Linked DNA regions of Mus musculus: region 2 is linked to region 1. Evidence: chromatin contacts called from public HiChIP or PLAC-seq data. All regions are on one chromosome and are shown on one strand. The core of a region is the stretch at or near the end of the contact, and the rest is flanking DNA. Distances in the headings are between cores, read along the strand shown. Region 1 has its middle 13 kb from the start of H6pd. Region 2 overlaps Rere (arginine glutamic acid dipeptide (RE) repeats).

Region 1 (4,611 bases), core at 1,467-3,966:
TGCTTAACTTCCTGTCTCTCTGGGATCTGTACGCCTCCACATGACCCAATTGATGCCATGTTCTTGACCCTTCAAACTACGACCCCAATAAGCCTCTTCTGTTATAAAGGAGCAGTCTCAAGTATTCCATTATAGCGATGGGAAATGGATGAGTGGGGCTTCATTGCCCGGAGCGCTACCCATCCACAGACCTGCTTACTCTGGGTCACTGTTCCTCATGGCAGACACTGTGCTCCTTTGTGCCCAACTGTTCAATTATCCTCTTGCTTGCTTTACCTCCTGAGCAGCTCGTGTGAGTGTCCACCCCCCCCCCCTTTTATTGTTCTTTTTGTTTTTGTTTTTGTTTTTTCAAGACAGACTTTATCTGTTTAACAGAGCCCTGGCTGTCAACAACTTGCTTTGTAGACTGGGTTGTCCTCAGCTCGCAGAGATCCACCTGCCTCCCAAGTGTTGGAATTCAAGGCATGTGCTGCCATGTCAGCCTCTCTTTCTCTTGTTGGGGACTTTGAAAACAAGAAGTCGTCTCTCCAGGTCAGTTGGGTCTGGATCTGTTTTCCTTTTAAGAACCCACAGTGATCTCCTTATTCAGTGCTGGAAATCAAAACCCAGAACCTCATACATGTTAGGTACACACATGCTAGGTACATACATGCTAGGTACATGCATGCTAGGTACATGCATGCTAAGTACATACCTACTAGGTACATACATGCTAGGTACATGCATGCTAGGTACGTGCATGCTAAGTACATGCCTACTAGGTACATACATGCTAGATACATGCATGCTAGGTACATACATGCTAGGTGCATCTAGGTACATACATGCATGCTAGGTACATACCTATTAGGTACATACATGCTAGGTACATACATGCTAAGTACATGTATGCTAGGTACATACCTACTAGGTACATGCATGCTAGGTACATACATGCTAGGTACATGCATGCTAGGTACATACATGCTAGGTACATACATGCTAGGTACATACATGCTAGGTACATGCATGCTAGGTACATGCATGCTAGGCAAGTACTCTACTATAGAACTTCTTTCCTAGCCTCACACTTACGTTTGTTTGTTTGTTTGTTTGTTTGTTTGTTTGTTAGAGACGAAGTCTCTCTTTGTAGTCTTGGCTGGCCTGGAACTCCCTCTGCAGACCAGGCTGACCTCATTCTCAGAGACCCACCTGTCTCTGCCTTTTCAAGTGCTGGGATTAAAGGCGTGCACCACCACTTGCAGCCCGAACTTTCAATGTACCATGATGCTGTGCGCACGTGATGTGTGGGATGTACCATGATGATGATGATAGCCTGAATGGCCCTACTAAGAGCTCTACCCAACACTCTTATCTGTAATCCAAAAGCCTAAAATAGCTTGCATCCTCTTTCTTTATTTGTGAGACAGGGTCCCACGCAGCTCGGGATGAACCCAGGTAGCTAAAGATGACACTGAACTTCTGATCTTCCTGAAGCTACCTCCTCAGTGTTGGCATCATAGGAATGTGCCACCACACCCGGTATATGTGACACTGATATCAAACGCAGGGCTTCCTGCATGTTGGGCCAGCACCCTACCAACCGAGTTCCATCCCCATCCCTTAACTATTTACTTATTTTGCGACAGAGCCTGAGCTCTGTAACCCAGGTTCACATTAGACTCACTAGGTAGCCCAGGCTGGCCTCAAACTCGGCATCCTCCGAGCTCTCTCTCTCCCTCCAAGTCAGGACTTCTGTGTGGAAAGGAGCTAGACCACACCCAGACACAGAAGACTTTTAAGATGATAACCATTTGCCATTCTTATTTAACATCCCACAGAGCCTTCTATTGGCAATGGGAATCAGTCCCAGGTCCTGTGTGTGCCCCAGGGAACCTGTCCCCAGGAAGCCACTGCTCTGGAACCAGATGGTGCTGGTGCCTTTCAGCTCTTCGGAGGTACCTTGGACCTTTGTCCCTGGGACATTTTCCTCCAGCTTTTGTGTGCCAGTCTCTGTCCCTCCATCCACTGTCCAATGTCACCTCCAGAAGATCCCATCTCTAAGACGCAGGGAGATTCAACCCATCACTCAGCTCTTCTCTCCTTTCCTGGAATTGGCTACACTCTGAGTCCCTATTTGATTTCTGTCTGTCCCCTATGCAGATAGAGAATAGACTAGAGGCTGCCTGAGAACAGCCCTTGGCTGTGCCCCTGAGCCTGGAAGCACCTGGCAGGTGCTGCTGGCTGAATGGATGAGGGGTGTCTTACCTTCATTTCCACTACAAGAGGAACGCAAGGAGCCTTTGAGAGTAGACCTGTGTCGTTGTCGTCCGTCCCCCCCCCCCCTTGACCCTGCAGCCACTTGGGAACTGCTGGCTCACCAGAGGCTTCCCAACTCTTGGCCCCCAGACCAGGCCACTGCAGTGGCAGGCTGGGGAGAGGCAGAGGGAGCTTGCTTCCTGGAGGAGCCAGTGTCTTGTGAGGTCCTGCTGACCATCACATTTCTCCTACAAGGATGCCTCGTCCTTCCCTCAAGACCCCAGGCTTGCCAGCCGCTTGGCCATAGCCGGGCTGTGTGTTCTCTTAGCCCAAAGGCTACAATGTAGCGCTTGCTGGTGCAGGGATGGCAGGGGCAGCTGCCAGCACTTTTATCTTTTTTGTTGTATCTGTTAAGAGCTCGCCCTGCTTCCTCTCTTGAAGCTCCAGGCACCGGATGGCACCCAGGAGGACAAGTGCTTCTCTTTTCTTATTCAAGGTCCCTGCCCTGGCTCACGCCCAGGCTAGCTGCTCCTGATCTCTCTCTTCCCTCTGCTCCCCACTCCTAGGGAAACCCCAAACCAATTTTGGGTCTCTGTTTCCCTCCATCTGACTCAGACAGGAGCCAAGTGGCTAGTGTACCCTCTTCTGCCCAAGGGTATTATCAGAGCACTCTTCAGACACCCCCTTAGTCACCTTAGTTGTGGGCAGAGTGAAGCCCTCTTCCCTCCCCTACCTCCCAGGCTTGGAAGCTCTGACTCCTCAGCTCACCCACATTCTGTGGACCATTGTCTTGAGGGTCTTTTATTTGCTAGGCATTGCTATCCCAGGTAGGTCTCACTGGATGGGGCAGGCGTTTCAGTCATGTCAGTGTTGTGTGTCTGTGAGCAAATGTTTCAAAGGTGTACCATGTGCGTCCCAAAACAGGCAGATGTCTACGTGCCACCAAGGAAATTAACTAAAAGTGATCTGAAACTTAAGTCGGGCTAGGGATATAGATAGGGTTTGTCTTATGCTCAGGGGCCTGGGTTTTATCCTCAGGAATGCAAAAGACAAAACCAGCAAACATCTCAAACAGGAACCTAAAGGTTGACGTCCATGCAAGATGGGATGCAAAGCACACATTTCCCTGGCAGGACTGTGGTGTGGCTCAGTGGTGTGGATCTGTGGTAGAGCACTTGCCTTGTGTACATAAGGACCTGGACTTCAGCCTCAGTACCACACAAAGAAAAAAAAATCTTTATGACATTGGGTTGGGCTAAGTAAAGCCTTCTTAGCTAGGACACTAAGAACAAAGACAGCAAAAGTAAAAATAGATAAACCGGACATCATCAGAATGAAAAACTTTTATGTCTTAAAGGACACCATCAGGAAGGTGAAGAGATCGCTAATAAAATGAAGAACATTTGCAATCAGCTCTGGGGAGTTGGGGGTGGGGAGGTAGCTCAGGTGGAATAGTGCTAGTCTAGCACACACAGGCTCTGACGTCAATCTTCCTCCAGTTTGCATGAACCAGGCCTGATGGTGCACACCTATATCCTAGTATCCCAGGAGGCAGGAGGAGGAGACATTCAAGGTCATCCTCAGCTACATAGTGAAATTGGGGCCAGCCTGGCCTACTTGAGGCCCTGTGTGCTGGTGGTAGTAGTAGTAGTAGTAGTAGTAGTAGTAGTAGTAGTAGTAGTTTTTGTTGTTGTTGTTGTTGTTGTTTTCGCTGCTATTGTTACTATTGTTGTTGCTGTTTTTGCTGTTGATGTTATTATTGTTGTTGATGTTTATGTTATTATTGTTGTTGTTGTTGTTGATGTTGTTGATGTTATTATTGTTTTTGATGTTGTTGATGGTGTTCTTTTGTCAACTTGCTACAAGCTAGAGTCATTTGGAAAGAGGGAACCTCAATTGTAAAAAAATGCTTCTATCAGGCTGGCCTGCAGGCAAGTTTGTGGGTCATTTTCTTGATTAATGATCCTTATGGGAGGGTCCAGCTCATTGCAGTTGGTACCATCTCTGGGCAGGTCCTGGGATGTATAAAAAAGCAGCTGAACAAGCCATGGGGAGCGGGCCAGTGAGACTTTTTCCTTCCTGGTTTCGGATTCAGTTCCTGCTTCCAGAACTTCCCTGAGTCATGGCATGTAAAATGTAAGCTGAAATAAACTTTTTCCTCCCAAAGCTGCTTTGGGTCTTTAGCGTAGCAGTGGAAAGTGAACCAAGACGTCCCATGTCAAAACAAATGAACAAAAAGAGCAAGCAACTTAACGTGGGAAGGAATTTGTATTTGTATTTAGAATACATGGGGAACTCAGGCTAGAGAGATGGCTCAGCTGTTCAGGACTGCGCTTCCAGAGGACCCGAGTTCCTCTCCTGGCATCTACACCA
Region 2 (4,611 bases), core at 1,108-3,607, 460 kb before region 1:
ATCTGTAATGGGCATCTGATACCCTCTTCTGGGGTGTCTGAAGACAGCTACAGTATACTCATATACATAAAATAAATAATTCTTTAAATTCTTCAAGAAAAATTTTAATCATATATTTAGTGCAACTGATTTTCCTTTGATCATTTCCAAAATGTAGGCCAAGAATATATGGCATTTTCATTTTTACAAACTTCTTTTGTTTTAGCTTTACTTCCCCTTATATCAAAAGTTATTTGAAGAGAAGTATTACATTTCTGAGCATAGAGGACTTGTATTCTTTTGTTTTTCATGGTAAATGTAATCATATAGACATTTTTGTCTTATAACTTAAAATACAAGCAACTTTTAAGGGTGTGACAAAGTAAGGCTGGAGAGATGGCTCAGCACTTAAGAACACTGGCTGCTCTTCCAGAGGACCCCGGTTCAATTCCCAGCACCCACATTGCAGCTCACAACTGTCCACAATTTCAGTTTGAGAGGATCTTACACTCTTATACAGAGACAAAACACCAATGCACATAAAAGTAGATCTTTTTTTTTAAAAGTGACAAAAATACAGAAAAAGGTTGTGCACTATTACCCAGAGTTCCAAGTCGACAAGCTTAAGATCAGCGCTTAGGAAACAACTAATGAAAGCCGTGCGGGACACAATTCCCGCCCAGTGAGCACAGCAGTCACCAGAAGATAAACAGAAAGCAGACTGCGGACCGGAAAGTCTCCAAGCACGGCCGTCCTCCATCAGCTGATTAACACACTCACTGCAGTCATATGGCCCATGTCAGCATCTTTTCAGAGAAGTAAAGAGGCTACCACAAGGCTCTCATGGAAAAGCAACATTGGAACCCACAGTAAAACCTAGAATGAAGAGACCTTAACTGCTAGCAGGGCAAAAAGGTGCTAAACATTGTGTGGACAAAGACAAGAGCAAGACCTGCTGTCCAACGCACACTGACGCATGTGGACAAAACAGTAAGAATGTTCAAGTCCAAAACAGTGAAGCTTAAGCTGAAAGAGACAGAACTCTGCGAAACATAAAGCTTCTTAAGGGATTCTCTGCAGAGGTAATGAATTTTTTTTTTTTACCATAAATATGGCAGCTGCTCACAGCAAAACAAGGAGGTAAATTAATGCAGGTTGAACATAATGAAAATCAGAAGCTCTGAATAATTTGGTCAAGGGCCATGAACTTTAGAAATTCTACCCTAAGCCACCTTTCTAAAATATGACTCCCTAGGTAAGACGGTAACCTGCAGCCTGAACTACCTTACTATGGTTTTTCCCCCTTGTAACTACTAGAAATATGAGGCAGAGAGTGAGTAAGCTGAAACCCAGCCATCAAGTCAAGGGCAACCTGTGACCTCCCATACTGTCCTCCCGTCAGGGCACTATCATAGCACACTCTCCCAGTCACAAGTCTCAGTCAGAGAGCAGCTACTCCACACATCACCGACAGAGCGTCATCCTAAAGGGGAAAGCAACACGAGCCAACAGCAAGAGACAGTCGAGCATGTGGGCTCATGCATGCCTGGAGCTTTGCCGACAGCTCCTAGGGCTAAGTTTAGCTCCCTGTACCAAAGAATATCCAATCAAGCCACCTACTGGGTGACAAGAAACAAAATCCATGGATGATTATCATCAGTACCACAAATAACTGTATTATAAGATTTCCTTTCTTGAACACTAATTTTTATAGACCTTATTGAAATTCAGTAACTGAAAAAGAACATAAATTAGTAAGGCGACCTATATGAGACCTCTGTGAGTGCTTTCCACATGTCTGCTGGAGTGGACATTAGGCCAAAAGATATGTGTTCAAGTTATGATGCCGCTGCTAGGTCACATGACCCAGAGTAAGTGTCAAAAGGATGACTCAAAAATCAGCAAATTTGATTCTGTCACAAAGCTATGTCAAAGCAGGATTCAGCTGAAGTCATCTTGTTTGAATCTGGCACTTTCCACTGTTATGTCACAATGTCAACCAAAAATGCTACCTAGGCAACAGCATAACCCCAATCAAATGCTGGCTTCTGTGATGGCAGCGGTGAGTGGGGGTCATGAACTAAGGAAACAGGCACCTACTTGAAATTTACCAGAAAGGTAAAGATAGGGGTGGCTAAAGCCAAGGGCCCAAAGCAGGCCACAGAGCAGTTGCATTGCTCAGCACACACTGCTCAATATAGCCCAGACTGAGGACGAATTTCTTTTGGGTAAGGAAAAGCTAAGATGTCACAATTTACAAAGCAAAACCCACAGAGGAATTCTGTTTTTCTTTTGATTCACAGTGACTAAAGGACAAAGCTCTCCTTCTCTTTTATAACCCAACTCTAGCACCAGCTTGAAAGAAAAATATAGACATCAGCTTCCTCACCAGTGAATGGGATGGCAGAGCCCAGTCAATGGCTGCACACGGCAGGACTCCATGTACCGGAGTCCTTTGATCTTTGAAAGAATGGCACTGAGAGCCAACACCATGAGCCTTTCGCTTTTTCCTTTTTTGTCCTCTAGTTTTCTCCATTATACTCATTTGATCCCCTTTCATGTGCCCATGAACTGTTTTATTTGTGTCCCCTTCAAAATTGAACTTATCTATAGTAACAGCACTGGTTTACATTGAGAAAAAAGGAAGTGCCCTTCCCTGTGGGAAAGCTATAAAAAGAGGAACGGAGAGAACACACTGAAGCCTCAACCATCACGTCTCACTCATCAGAAGTTTAAGCTAAAGGACCCAAACTCTGGAGAAGACAAAGGAATAAATGAAGACTAATAGGGTTCTGCCACATCCTGTTTGATGGACGGTAACCACAGAAACACCCCAAAACTTTCCTTGCCGAGATACCACTGCAGAGAATGAGATTAGAGCCACACACTGGGCATCAGATGCTGGCAAACGCCAGGGTTTCAACAAGATTTACGAGGCCAGACCACAGAGCAACACAGTGAGCACTTGTCATCCAGTCACCAGGTCACCGAGAAATGTGTCATTTAGGCCAAATAAAAGGAAACTGGAGAATTTTCCTCAATGAGAGGCTAGAACTACACTTCTCTGTGGCTATCCAATACCAAATGGTCAGCCCTGAAAACATACATACAAGTGACAATATACAGACAGGACAGGGTGTACTTACGTACTTAGGAATTTATAACATGCATCTTTATGTTACAATAACTAATGAAAAAAAGGTCATGAATTTGAAAAAAGAGAGTAGAAAAATGTCTTATGGGAGGGCTTAGAGGAAGGAAAGGGATGTGAGATGATACATTCGATCTCAAAAATAAATCATTTAAGAAAAAAAATGGAGATGAAGGTTTCGTACCAGACCTACTACTATTTTTATAACATTTTTTAAAAATTCTTTTTAAAAAGTATTTATTTTATGTATATGAGTACACTGTAGCTGTCTTCAGACACACCAAGAGAGAGCATCAGATCTCATTACAGATGGTTGTGAGCCACCATGTGGTTGCTGGGAATTGAACTCAGGACCTCTAGAAAAGCAGTCAGTACTCTTAACTGCTGAGCCAGCTCTCCAGCCCTTTGTACAACCTCTAAGCTAATATAACAAAAGGATTAAAACAGTCAGTATGATTTACAGTCAGTAAAGATTCTACTCAGATACCTGGGACAGGGCAGTGGCTAATGACTTCTCATGCCCAGAAAGAGCACTGCAAGTCTAGAGTGACCCAGAAGGAGCACTGGAAGTCTAGAGTGACCCAGAAGGAGCACTGCAAGCCTAGAGTGACCCAGAAGGAGCACTGCAAGCCTAGAGTGACTCAGAAGGAGCACTGCAAGTCTAGAGTGACCCAGAAGGAGCACTGCAAGCCTAGAGTGACTCAGAAGGAGCACTGCAAGCCTAGAGTGACCCAGAAGGAGCACTGCAAGCCTAGAGTGACCCAGAAGGAGCAATGCAAGTCTAGAGTGACCCAGAAGCGTGCATCAAGACTGCCCGGCCAATTTTACATTCTTTTGTTGTTGTTTTTTGAGACAGGGTTTCTCTTTAAAGCCCTGGCTGTCCTGGAACTCACTTTGTAGACCAGGCTGGCCTCAAACTCAGAGATCCACCTGCCTCTGCCTCCCAAGTGCTGGGATTAAAGGAGTGCGCCACCACGCCCGGCTTCAATTTTACATCTTTAAATAGTTAAAAAGAAAAAAAAAAGTGGAAAACTCCTGAGAAGTGAAATTAAAATAAAACAATTCATTTCCTAAAGTAACTGGATCTATCTCTACAGCTTTGCAAAGGAGACCGCTGGCTCTATCACTGAACATGTGACAGGTGAGCACCACGCCAGGGACAAAGGCATCTCAGCTAAAGCCAGCAAGTTTCAATGGCTTTTATTGAACTCAAATTCTGTCGAGTGAATGAAAAAAAGAAACAAAAGGGAGGAAGGAAGGAAGAAATAGGAGTTTTGTTGTTGTGATGTTGGCTACTGTGGAGATTTGAATAGGTTTGGTTCCAACAGCCTCATGTCTTTGAACATTTGGCCCAGAGGGAGTGGCACTATACACAGGTTAGCCTTGTTGGAGGAAGTGTGTTATTGGGGAAGTTGGCTTTGAGGTCTTATATATGCTCAAACTACGTCCAGTGTGATACATAGCCCTCTTTCTGCTGCCTT

Evidence for each region. HiChIP or PLAC-seq counts read pairs in DNA pulled down with a chosen protein or histone mark.
Region 2: an H3K27ac HiChIP or PLAC-seq map of microglia shows a contact between it and region 1, with 5 times the contacts expected there. The contact joins two enhancer-like sites. A contact is called at or near these places in 2 of 115 datasets of contacts at active chromatin or transcription factors (microglia and pancreatic cancer cells).

What each region holds. Positions count from the first base shown.
Region 1 is chr4:150,013,711-150,018,321 of GRCm38.p6, reverse strand. No RefSeq gene overlaps it. Among named protein-coding and RNA genes, the nearest start is that of H6pd, 13 kb to the right of the region's middle. Within about 2 kb of position 2,716, at least 26 of the 459 cell types and tissues checked have an H3K27ac peak or open chromatin away from gene starts, as enhancers often do. A contact at or near this core is called in microglia, where this site is marked.
Region 2 is chr4:150,471,112-150,475,722 of GRCm38.p6, reverse strand. The region is part of intron 6 of Rere (arginine glutamic acid dipeptide (RE) repeats); the gene reads right to left. Among named protein-coding and RNA genes, the nearest start is that of Gm52709, 6.0 kb to the right of the region's middle. Within about 2 kb of position 2,357, at least 89 of the 459 cell types and tissues checked have an H3K27ac peak or open chromatin away from gene starts, as enhancers often do. A contact at or near this core is called in microglia, where this site is marked.